Regions from separate parts of the Lactuca sativa genome. Here region 2 is linked to region 1. Evidence: chromatin contacts called from public Hi-C data. All regions are on one chromosome and are shown on one strand. Each heading gives the region's core, a stretch centred on a gene start, on an enhancer-like site or on the middle of the called end of the contact. The rest is flanking DNA. Distances are from core to core; before and after follow the strand shown.

What was found. Hi-C and Micro-C count contacts between places; a contact is called where the count stands out from the background.
Region 2: a contact with region 1 is called in a Hi-C map of leaf, with 7 times the contacts expected there. The contact joins the promoter of LOC111914831 here to the promoter of LOC111915668 in region 1. A contact is called at or near these places in 2 of 4 Hi-C or Micro-C datasets (leaf and seed).

What each region holds. Positions count from the first base shown.
Region 1 is chr4:294,871,900-294,877,777 of Lsat_Salinas_v11, forward strand. LOC111915668 (phospholipid-transporting ATPase 1) reads right to left here and starts at 2,935. Exons shown (of 7, transcript XM_023911329.2): 1 at 853-2,935; 2 at 465-771; 3 at 1-289. The coding sequence starts at 2,398.
Region 2 is chr4:295,055,875-295,061,752 of Lsat_Salinas_v11, forward strand. It overlaps LOC111914831, which reads left to right and starts at 3,014. Exons shown (of 10, transcript XM_023910540.3): 1 at 3,014-3,261; 2 at 3,433-4,032; 3 at 4,462-4,635; 4 at 4,926-5,035; 5 at 5,110-5,180; 6 at 5,418-5,478; 7 at 5,670-5,793. The coding sequence starts at 3,205.

The DNA of each region.
Region 1 (5,878 bases), core at 1,685-4,184:
CATTAAAGCAGTACTTGCGATCTCATACGTTGATTGCCATTGGTCGAATTCAGGGATTGTGAGTCCACGTGTTGCTATAACTAGGGTTCTTAAACCGATTGAAGAATAGGAATGAAGATGGGCTTCGGTTGATTTCAGTGTATCGACGTTTAGGGTTTTGTTGATTACTTTGAACATGGTGGAATCGGCTCCTTTGACAAATACTTTTACAGTCGTGTCGGGGTATCCTAGAATAACTGACATTCTTTTTCTGTCGCTATCGAATTCGTGCATTCCAAGAACGTTAAATCTGCACTGGGAAATCGGAAAGAAATTATGGAAAATTAGAAAGATTGAGATTTTGTTTCTATGTATTGAGCTTTTGATTCATATCTATTATGTTAGATTTTGCAGAAATAGCTCAATCGAAGTTGCTATTTCTCTAAATTAACCCAAAAAAAAAAAAAAAGGAATACACATCATACCTTTGTCTTTCTCCTTGAATATCAATAACTATGTGACCAGATGTTCGTTCAATGAGCATAAAACCATAAGCAGCTGCAGCATAAACAAGTGCTTGTTCATCTGGAGACTCCCCTTGATAATCAATCAACTTCTCATTGGGATCAGATGTGTCAACAACAATAGGCACAATCGTATTGCAAGCAGCTAATGCAAGAAAGAAATCATATATCTCTTTGCTGGATTTTGTGTCATTTCGAGTTTGTGATAGTTTAAGAAGCTTCCGGTCAACCTGTACTTTGACTTTTGGCCTCCATACTTGCCCCTGAACTGAAAACAAAAAAAGATGACAAATTGTTAAAAGTATACCTTGAATTTAACCCAATAGAAAAAGAAAAAATTTTATTATACCTTGAATGCTGTACCCCTGTTCTTCACCATAAAATTCTGATTTCTCCCCACTGTAATCTACACCCGAAATACTTGCAAATTGGAACTCCATCTTGTTTTCAGTCAAAGTACCAGTTTTATCAGAAAACACATACTTTATTTGTCCTAAATCCTCATTTATATTCAACGCCCTACACTGAAATCTTTTGTTTGATGTTGAATCAAACATCTTATCATCTCGGATCATAAAGTAAGCTTGTCCAACACGCACAAGCTCCATGGATATATACAAAGAAATGGGAATCATAATCTGAAACACAATCACTGACATCAAAAAAGAAAAGAATATTTCCATCCCCAACCCATAAAAGTTGTAATTCTCCACTTCTTGCTTTGAGTAATCTTTTTTTCTATAAAAGGGCATGAGATCAAGATCCTCTCGATGTCGCCTCAACCAAACACCAGCACATGTAGAAACAATTGTGCATAAACCAACAAGAAAGATCGATAACAAGATGATTTCTTTATTCATGTGGGTTTCAAGGCGACTTCTTTTAGATGGAGCTCCTGAGTTGTTAAGCATGGCTTTTGTCTCTCTTCCGGCATATACTGCAACTCCAACTGCCCAATCTGTGTTCTTGATCACACAGCCTCTAAGAACTATATTTGAAGGGCCAAGAGATAGACGCTTTCCATCAATCTCAATGTTAGCTTGGAAACCGTATATATTTCGATTGGGTTTCTCACACTTGATTAACCCACTGATTATATCCTTTTCAGGGATTCTTGAAAGGGTTTCTTGTTTTGCATAACGGGTCTTCAGATTTGATTCGCCATCTAGGTTTATAGTTTGGACGTAAGCAACCCCAGTTGGATCACTGGTTGAGAGGAGTACAAGATCACAGGGAATTGTTTCGTTTGCTAGGATTTTAATGACTTCACCTACTTGAATGTCTTTCCATTTCTTGTGTTGAAATCGATCGTTGATGAGAACAGATGATGTTTGGTTGTTTTCGATTTTATCTGATTTGTGTCGTCTCCAATCTTCGTAAGCGTCTTTAATTGCTGTAACGAGTAATACGCTTGCTAATGGTAGAATTGAGGCACCACGCCCAAAAACTGCAAGCTGGGGAAGCTGGTTGAGAATGGCGATGATTAGGAAGTACATGTAGGCGACTCTATGGAATTGTTCGAAGAGATTTCTAGGCAAAAATGTGAAGATAGAATACTTTCCTGTTCTGATAGAGTTCCCAGAAAATTCAAACGTCTCGTTTGTCTTTAAGGGGTCGTTTATGTAAACCAACCTCGCATCGTCGTCGTTAATCTCTCTTCTGGACATACTAAATCCTTCGGAATCAGCACCACTTCGAGATCCATGTCGCACGCCCTTTGATCCGAAATTTACAGAGGTTGCCCTCCAGCTGTTCGACTTAATGCTTTGCTGAGAAGACGAATTTTGCAAGGTATCTGGTCGTTGTTGTTGATGTAGATTTGCAATCGAGATATTATCTGAGTTCTTACTGGATGTCGATGAAGAACGATCGGGAAGTGGACGATTGGAAGTCATGATCTGAACTTTACCTTCTTTCCATCTCACTTGAGGTTTATCAGATCGAGAACAACTATACGCAAACTAAATCTCGAAACTTACAACAACAAAAATAAATCTATTTACAGAATGAAGATCGAAATCAATCAAATACAGAGAGCCAAGTAACTGAAGTTGATTGATTTAACTATAAACAAAAGTAATGGGACTTCTAATCATCAAAATCGAACTTACTTGCTTGAATGATAACAGCAAGAGAAAGATTGATGGTTGGTGAACGAACGGGTTAAAAAAATTACAAGAAATCCGGAAACTTTTCTACTGGTGTTGACCTGTTTGGAGAATTAAATTGAATTGAAATGACATATCAGCATAATTAAATAAGCATTTAGATAACTTTTTCCGACAGGAGAAAGAAATGAGTTGTAGGGGCAGTGTAAGCCTGTAAGGACGAGGGTTTTGGACATTAAAGAACTTATTTCTCGTGTAATCAATAATGGCGGAAATCGGGAAATGGTCGCCGAAATTTGACCAGAAATGGAAAGACTGAAAATGGTGAATGGCCTGCACGTTAAATGGAATGTTTTATCGTCTCAAAAAAAATTAGAAGGATATTTGTCACAATCTAAAGATTATAAAAAAGCAAGTAACTTACATTTTGCTATTTTAGCGACTTACTCTGGAACAACGCACAATTAACCTAATTAACCTACCTGAATACAATTATCGGGGAGTCCGGAATTCCATAATCGGATTACAGCTCCAAGTTCCAAGAAAGTTTGGGCGGTTGTAATCGTCGGTCTACCGAAGACAATACTTCTCTTACGGTAGGCTTTAGTTAAAGGATGATATTTGATGCATATGAGGATTCAGACTATGACAAGACAAATGTCACTATATTACTGGTGAAACGACAACAAGCATTAATGTATCATTAGTCAAGTAGTAATGGCGAAACTACAATAATATGTTTGGATAAGACTTAGGAACCTATCGAACGTTCTCTCACGATAATAATAATGATGCATCCACATATGTATAAAGAAGATAATCTACGAGAAGTAGGACACAAAGCAGTAAAAAAATTATGGAACCACCAATATTCATGCAATCTCAAGTATGGACTAGAGGTTATCTAAGCAAATTATCCCACCAATATTCATGCTATCTCAAGTATCCATGCAACCATCACATCTCATTACTCTCTTCTCCTCCATCTTCTTCTATTCTCGGCCCAAGACTCACATCACCACCCTCGTCCTCTTTCATTCCAACTACATCAAAAACCTCTCTAGAACTCCAAGAAAAACTCCCTTCATCCTTCCAAAATCTCGTGAGTTTAAGGGTGCATCAAGAACTCTCCATCAAAGCTCATTCATTCTTGGTAAGTTATAGTGAAACTCTATAACTCTTGATTCAAGTTTACTCTAGGAATCCCTTCTTAACCCACATCATCTCGTAATCCATGCTCTAGATCCACCTTAGGTTCGAGATCTACTAAAGAAAGCTTGCTAAAGACCGAGATCTCTCCATTTTCTTCATCACAACCGAAATCTCCAAAGCAAAGTGAGTTCATACCCCCAATTTTCAGTTTTTACTATATTTTGGGGGAGAATACAAGTTGTTTTGTGTAGATCTATGCGTGTATACATGATTTTGTGTGTTTTTCATGATATATATATATATATATATATATATATATATATATATATATATATATATATATATATATGATTATGCGTTATGAACTCCATGAACTTGAAGATCTACTAAAATTTGATGATATTTGTAGAACATAACACTTATTTCAACTTATTATGCAAAGAAAAGGTTTTAAAATACATCAAAGTTACTTAAAACTATGAGATTTACATAAAAGGGCCAAAAGTGACAAAATAACCAAAAATGGGGTATTTTATGTAACTCACATTTTTGAAGGGACCAAAAGGAATGTATTTTGATAAATATGAATTTTTTGATATTTGTGACCTTAAAGAGGACTAGGAGTGTAAAAGTTCATAAATGGGCTTCTTTTGGGCTTTTTCGAGTTTTTGGGCCAAGTTTGTAAATGTTTGGACTTTTGTGGGCTTAAATATCATTTTCAACAAAGTTGTGCCAAAAATGTAAATTTTTTATAAGAGGAACGAAAAATGTAAATTTATTAAAACTTGTGCCAAAAAGATGAATTTATTTATAAATGGGCCGAAAATGCACATTTTCATAAAATCAAGCCAAAAATGATATTTTTGACAAAAGTGAATTAAAAATGTTATTTTTACTTAAAACGCCTCAAATACAAATTTTGTCCTTAAAGGACCTAAATTGTCATTTTTGCCAAATATGTGCCACAATTGTAAATTTATGGTTTCTAGGACCAAAAATGACCTTTTATAAAAAGGTGAGCTTTTTACGTCACGTTAGTAAACAATGTAGCTTAAACAACCAACGTAACAAGCCACAGATCGATTTCGGTATTCACATCCTTATTGGGCTTGGAAATAATATACATGTTAAATGGGCCTTAATTATCCTTTTTTTTCATGTATATTGGGTCTGGGATATATATATATATATATATATATATATATATATATATATATATATATATATATATATATATATATATATATATATATATATATATATATATATTCTCATTCCTTTTGAGCCTGGAAATAATTTACATGCTTAGTGGGCCCTAGTATCCATTTACATGTTTATTGGGCCTGGAATATACCTTATATGCTTTCTCTTTCGCGTAAGTTCGATTAAGGATCTAGTGAGACATGTCGGTTGACACCTATTGAGTGTACAATCATAGCCTATAGTTATAACCAGAGTCTCGTGGAGGGAGAGCGGGAGTTTGTGTATAGATCTATACGGGGGTGACACCCACACATGAGCTGTTCGCTACAGTTAGACTAGGGCAGTCTAGGGTGACAAAAACCTTACCTTATTCCGTCGGCGTCCAAAAACGCCATGACAGGCGAAATTGTCATTATCTAGTATGGTTACAACGACTCACTTAGAGGAATTAACGTTATAAAATTTACGAGAAACCATCCTTATGATTGATAACACGGTAAAATACTCGTGTTGGTACTCAATGTGACAACCCGAATTTCTATCTTGTACAACCGTTCAATTCAAAAGTCAGACTAGTTTCTGCTATCTTTTGGCATTGTTTAGAGTCTGTTTGAGTGTTCTAAGCCTAGTGCCTTCAAAGTTAGGGTTTGGAAATGTGTTCCTTAAGTTCGTCACTTTTCAAAAGGGGCAAACACTCCTTCAAGAGGAGTGTACGGTCGTACACTTGGGTGTACGGCCGTACACCCCCCTCCTAGCCGTACACTCTCACATATATATGTGGGACTTAGCCATTTTTAATCACTTCTCACTCCTTCAAGACAAGAAATCAATTCTCTCTCAACTATCATCGGGTTTTTTCACCTAGATCTTCAAAATGTAAGTGTTACTTACTTTGATTAGTTGATTCATTAC
Region 2 (5,878 bases), core at 1,764-4,263, 180 kb after region 1:
CGCATGGAAGGAAACTAAGGTCCAAGATTACATTTGTATGGTTCCTAATAACTCTATAATGGATAAAGTTTCCAATTTTATCCATTAGAATGGCCCAAACAACCAAGATCTAGTATTTAAGTCTCAAAGGGACCAAAAGTGCATCTTTTTCAACTTAATCCATTAAGTCCAAGTCTCCAACCTTTAGATCTGAATCAATATGATGTTTAGATGGATAAAGTTTCCAACTTTATCCATAACAAGGTCACAAACTTTCAAGATCTAAAATTTATGCACTAAAGTGACTAAAAGCTCATAACACCCAAAACTAGCTATATCTAACAAATGCATCATCAAGATTCAAGCTTTATACCTCAAGAAGAAAGATCAAGGTGAACAAAGTCTGGATCTACAAGCCCCAATGCAACCAACACTTCTCCAAAGAGCTCCTTCTTCTATAAGGTGCACTAAGAACACTCCAAAGCACTCAAGATCACCTTCTTTTGCTCAAAAGGCTCAAACTAGGGTTAGTGTTTTCAAGGGAGGGTGTTGGAGAGGTGGAGCCTAATAATGGAATGGCTTTGGGGAGTTAAGAATCTTAAATGGGGATCAAACCAAGAAAATAGGGTTTGAGCACTGATCGCATACGCCCAACATACCAGGGATGCCCTATTACGCCCAACGTACTAGACTAAGTCAAAAAACCTTCCTAACTTCTAATGATCATAACTTCTTCGTTCCAACTCCGTTTTTGACGATCTTTATATCCACAGAAAGGTATTGAGGAGCTCTACAAGCCCATCTAATTACTTTTGACTTAAAACACATCGAACTAAAATCCTTACTTCATAAAAGAAGTCTGAAACACTACTTTCCCATTTTACCCTTTGACTCCAAGGCATAAACCAAACTTTTGGTTCACATAGCTACATTACCTACATCCAAATGGGCCTAAGCCTCTCTTCCCCCATATGACGAAGCCTGATACTTTATCTTAAGATCACGACCCCAAATGGTGAAACGACTCGAAACAAGGTATTACAAAATTGACCCAAAAAAGTGAAAAGTTTGAATGTTTTGAATAATAAGAGAAGATTTTTACAAAAAATTAAGTAGTTGCTCTACGAAGGATCCGTCCTAGTCCTTCTGGAAGGAACTCGAGATTCTATAGTTTGTTACGAAATGTCTTGAAGATACAGAGACATTATTATTGTTCGGGGTAAAACTCCAAACCTTTACAAATCACAAGAGCTTGAAACATGTTTTTGATAAAAATAATTTAAGGAAATTGAGTAATCTAACCATAATATAATGTGTAGTTGAAAAAAATTGTTTTTGACAAAAACAACAACCAAGTTCGGAATTCGGGAGAGAGGAAAAAATATTTTTTCCTACACAAAAGTACATCTCGGATCGATAATCCAGACTGAAATTGACTCAACTTTAATCGAGCCGAGCTCGAGCTTGAGCTACTCGAGTACTTTATCGAGCCGAGCTCGAGTACAAAAATACTCAACTCGTAAGGCTCGTGAGCTTAGTCGAGCTTAGTGTAATTTAAATATATGTCATTTCTTTATAATTGTTCATTTATAACATATATATATATATATATATATATATATATATATATATATATATATATATATATATGTGATTTCTTTATAATTATTCATTATGACATATATTGTTGATGTTATATTGATATTAAGTGATTAATAGTGGTTTTTTTTGGTAGTTTGGACTAGGGGTGTCGATCGGGTAAAATTTTCGGGTTTCGGGTAAAACGAGTCGGGTAGAGCGGATATTTTCTTAAAAAAAATAATACTCGATACCCGACCTATATTGTAATTCGGGTTATGGGTATTCGGGTTTTAGGTCGGGTCGGGTAATTATCGGGTATACCCAAAAATGTTATTTTATTTTTTTATTTTTTTATTTTTGCATTTCGGTTAGTTTAATAAAAAAATTGGGTAGCAAATTCCGTTTCAAGTTAAAGAAGCCAAAGGTATGTGAGTATTTTGAGGAGCATACGCATGTCATTCTAGTCTATTGAATCTCGAGGAAATTAACCCCATGTTTAACACACATATTTTGAATCCAACTAATTTTGGATTATATTGTAATCTCAGCTACATCAATTTATCATGTTTATTATTGGATTAAATAACTCTAATTAGGTTATATTGGATTCAAAACTAGAATCTGTTGCACCACTTCATTGTTACTTTTGTATAATGTATGTTGATGATGCCTAACTAGTGAGAATATGCATTAGGAGAATTTTCAGCCTATAACGAAGATGGAGGCTGAGAATTGCGTATTTGAGGATCGGAATTCGAAACAAGAAATATTGAGCGCGCCTGTGTTTGTTTGTGTCGATCGTGAAGAAGTGAACGGTTTTAATTTTTTTTTTCAAGCGTGCTTTTGCCTCCTGTTACCAATAGTCGAATACCCTATCTAATATATGAGATATGGGATATACTAATATTTAAATATACTATGTATTATTTTAAAAAACGAATTCGGGTATACCCGAAAATTAATATTTATATCTAAAACCCGACCTATATTATTATCGGGTTAACCTATTACCCGAATATTCATACCCGTTACCCGCTTTACCCGACCGATTCTACCCGAATTCGGAACGGGTTGGGTACATAGAACGGGTTTCGGTTATTTTCGACAGGCCTAGTTTGGACATTTACATGTGGAATCTTTAATATTTCTTACTCAATTTAGTGATTTTGATTTTTTTTATATATTAGTCGAGTTGAGCCGAGCCGAGCTCGAGACTTTCGAGTATTTTACGAGCTCGAGCTCGAGCTTAAAATCAAGGCTCGAACCAAGTTTCGAGCTTGAGTATTTTAGTCGGGCCAAGTTTCGAGCTTGATAGTATTCAGCTCGGTTAGTTTACACCTCTAAAAATATGAATGATTTTGATTTTTTTTTCAAAAAAACTATAAAGAATATTGTCCTCGGAAGTTGATCATTTCCTCAGTTTTTCTTTTTCTTGTTAATTTATTTTCTTTTATCTTTATATGTGATTGATAGGGCAAGATCAAGTAAACGTGTTCTTTCAGACTCACATACTTCGACATTTCCTCCCAAATCGCTCGTCCTTGCAATTCTTTTTCAGTTTGTAAGGTTTGTCGTCGTCCAAGGACCTCATTCAAGAACAATCACAACGAGGTTTATGAAATTTTCACCACAGTGTACTTGATCATGAATCCTCATCATAATTCCAATCAAGATCCAACAATTGCTTCCATACTTCAACAGGTACTCTGCTTCCCTTTCTACTTTTTCTTTTTGAACATATTGTTAACTAGCTGATTACTCCATCGGCTCCCAAAACATAACTGCAATTCGGTTTTCGAACGTATTCTTATGAAATTTTATGTGAAGTTTATCTTTATGGTGAGCTAATTAAATGTATTAAATGATGAACAGGTTAACTCTCTCATTTATCAGCAAACGTACAATGGTAGTGTTGGAGGATTATATCCCAATAACAGGCCAATTGATGCTCCATCTCGTTTCATGAATTTCTCTAATCAGCCCATTCCCTTGCGAAGTCCTACGGATCAATTCCCCAACGGTATTGGTGGATTCAATCCACAGCACAATTACAATCCCTTTCCTCCAAAGCAGTTTAATTCTTCTCAACAACAAGGCCAGTTCTTTGCTAATAACTCCATGAATCATCCTGTATACCACCAAAATGTTGGTAGACCATTGCAATTACAAAACCCCAATTATGCCCAATATCATCCTGGCAATTTTCCGATGTTCCAAATCCATAATAAGAATACAACGAGTCATCAAAATCCTGGATTTCCTGCAAGTCAGCAATTTGGCATGTCTAATTTCAGTGGAAGCTCCTTTGAACATGGTAATCAAGGACAACAGAGATTTCATTCACCATCGATGGATGTCAATTTGTCTAATATGGGTCAGCAGTTACAAGGGAACCAATTTCAACCCAACGCTTCTGGTTCAGTTCAAACACAGAAATCACACAACTTCCATGCTACTCCCAATAATTTACAGGTATCAGTTTTGTTGTTATGTTCAGCTTTTTGGTGTGCAATAATCTATGTATTCTTCATGTTGATACTAAAAAACGGATAGTTTTTGGTGCTTGAAAGATTTTTATATCCTTAGTCTCTTAGCATTTCTAGCTGCCTTACTTGATGTAACAAATGGGATTTTTAGCATCAGGTGGCTTGTGGGTAATCAGTTAACTATTGATGGTATAAGTGAAGAGATAATTTAAGTGAGAATGTCCAAATTTCCATTGTGGGCATTAGCACAAAAGAGTCTTTACATATGGTCTTTGACAACGATAGGAGTTGAAGTTTGTAGCCTGTTGCATATGCATATTTAGCTGTGTTGTTTCGGTTATAGTCTATATCAAAAGTCAAAACTACAAAACCTTAATGATGCCTATTTCGTTTTTGGTAATTTTGCATGTTCTAGAACCACATTTCTCAAGGTGTGGGACCCCAAAGTCACAGTTTCCCCATGAATGACCCTATTCGTCATGGTAATCAAGGACAACAAAGATTTGTTTCACAGCAAGGGAGCTTATATTCACTCCATGCTTCTACTTCAGTCAAAGCACATACTCCTCCTACAATCACAAATTTTAAGGTATCAGTTCTTCTTGTCTTATCTGTAGTCTGTAGTCTTTACTTCTTTCTGGCATACAAAACTCATCAAGTTATTGATGCTAAAAGTTGATTGGCTTTATTGACTTGTAATTAGCTAAGGTCTTTGATTTCTATACCATCTACAAAAGATGAAGTTGATGTTAGAAGAGAATATGAGTCACAAATCTATTTTGTCATACAACTTGTTTATAGAATCTGAAGCTAAATTAGCTGGATTTTGTTGAGATAATCCATAAGTAGTAGAAAACATGATAGATTTTTTTGTGGTAGAGCAATATATTCGCTTTAAATTCAGAATGCTATCAACAAGACAAAAAAGGAACTTTGTCTCAACCCAAGAACTTCACAGGAAATAAAAAGAATCACACTTCATGTAAAGGGTATGTTTTATTCTTAATAAGCTTCATAATCTCTTTTTCATTGTTCACTAAATGAATTATTAATTTGCATAAAGCTCAAGTGTGTGCAGATATAAATCCCAGTTTCAGCATGCAAAACATGTCAAAAATGGAAACATGAATAAAGGTGAACACCTCATAGTTAGTTGATGCACTTCTTTGTTGCATAGAGTTAGTTTTTAATTTTAAGAAAAGGTTAAATGTAAGAAAAAACAATATACTTTTGTTTATTACACCAACATATACTCTTATTTTTTTCTATTACAACATTGTGCATTTGCAATATGAATAAAGATCAACACCTCATAGTTAGTTGATGCACTTCTTTCACTAATCATTATTCGTTTTGATTCTTAAATATCAGAGGGTAAGAGCAATGCTTCAGTAAATTCGCATCCTCGAAATTCCACTAAATTTAAAAAAAAGTAATTTCTTTGCCCTTCAATGTTTAACTTGTAGTTCTTTACTTGTATTTTACCAACTAAATTACAACATGATAAATGAACACACGATTCAATCTAATAAGCTATACATGAATGCATCTTTTCGACTTAATACAGAAAGAACTACTTAATACAACTTGTGTTTTTAATAAGGGTAAACTTGTCATTTATAGAAAAGTATGCTCGTTTAATTACATGGATGAAGAAGTTAAGCAGTGGCGTGAGGATCGTAAGAAAAACTATCCCACAAGTGTGAAAAAATCCAAGGAAGAAAAGACATCCATGTTACATTGTAAGGTACGTTAAATAGCAATGTACTTTTATTTCTTTCTATTTCAATTTATTTTCTTAATTCTTTTGGAAAATCTACTCAATTATATAC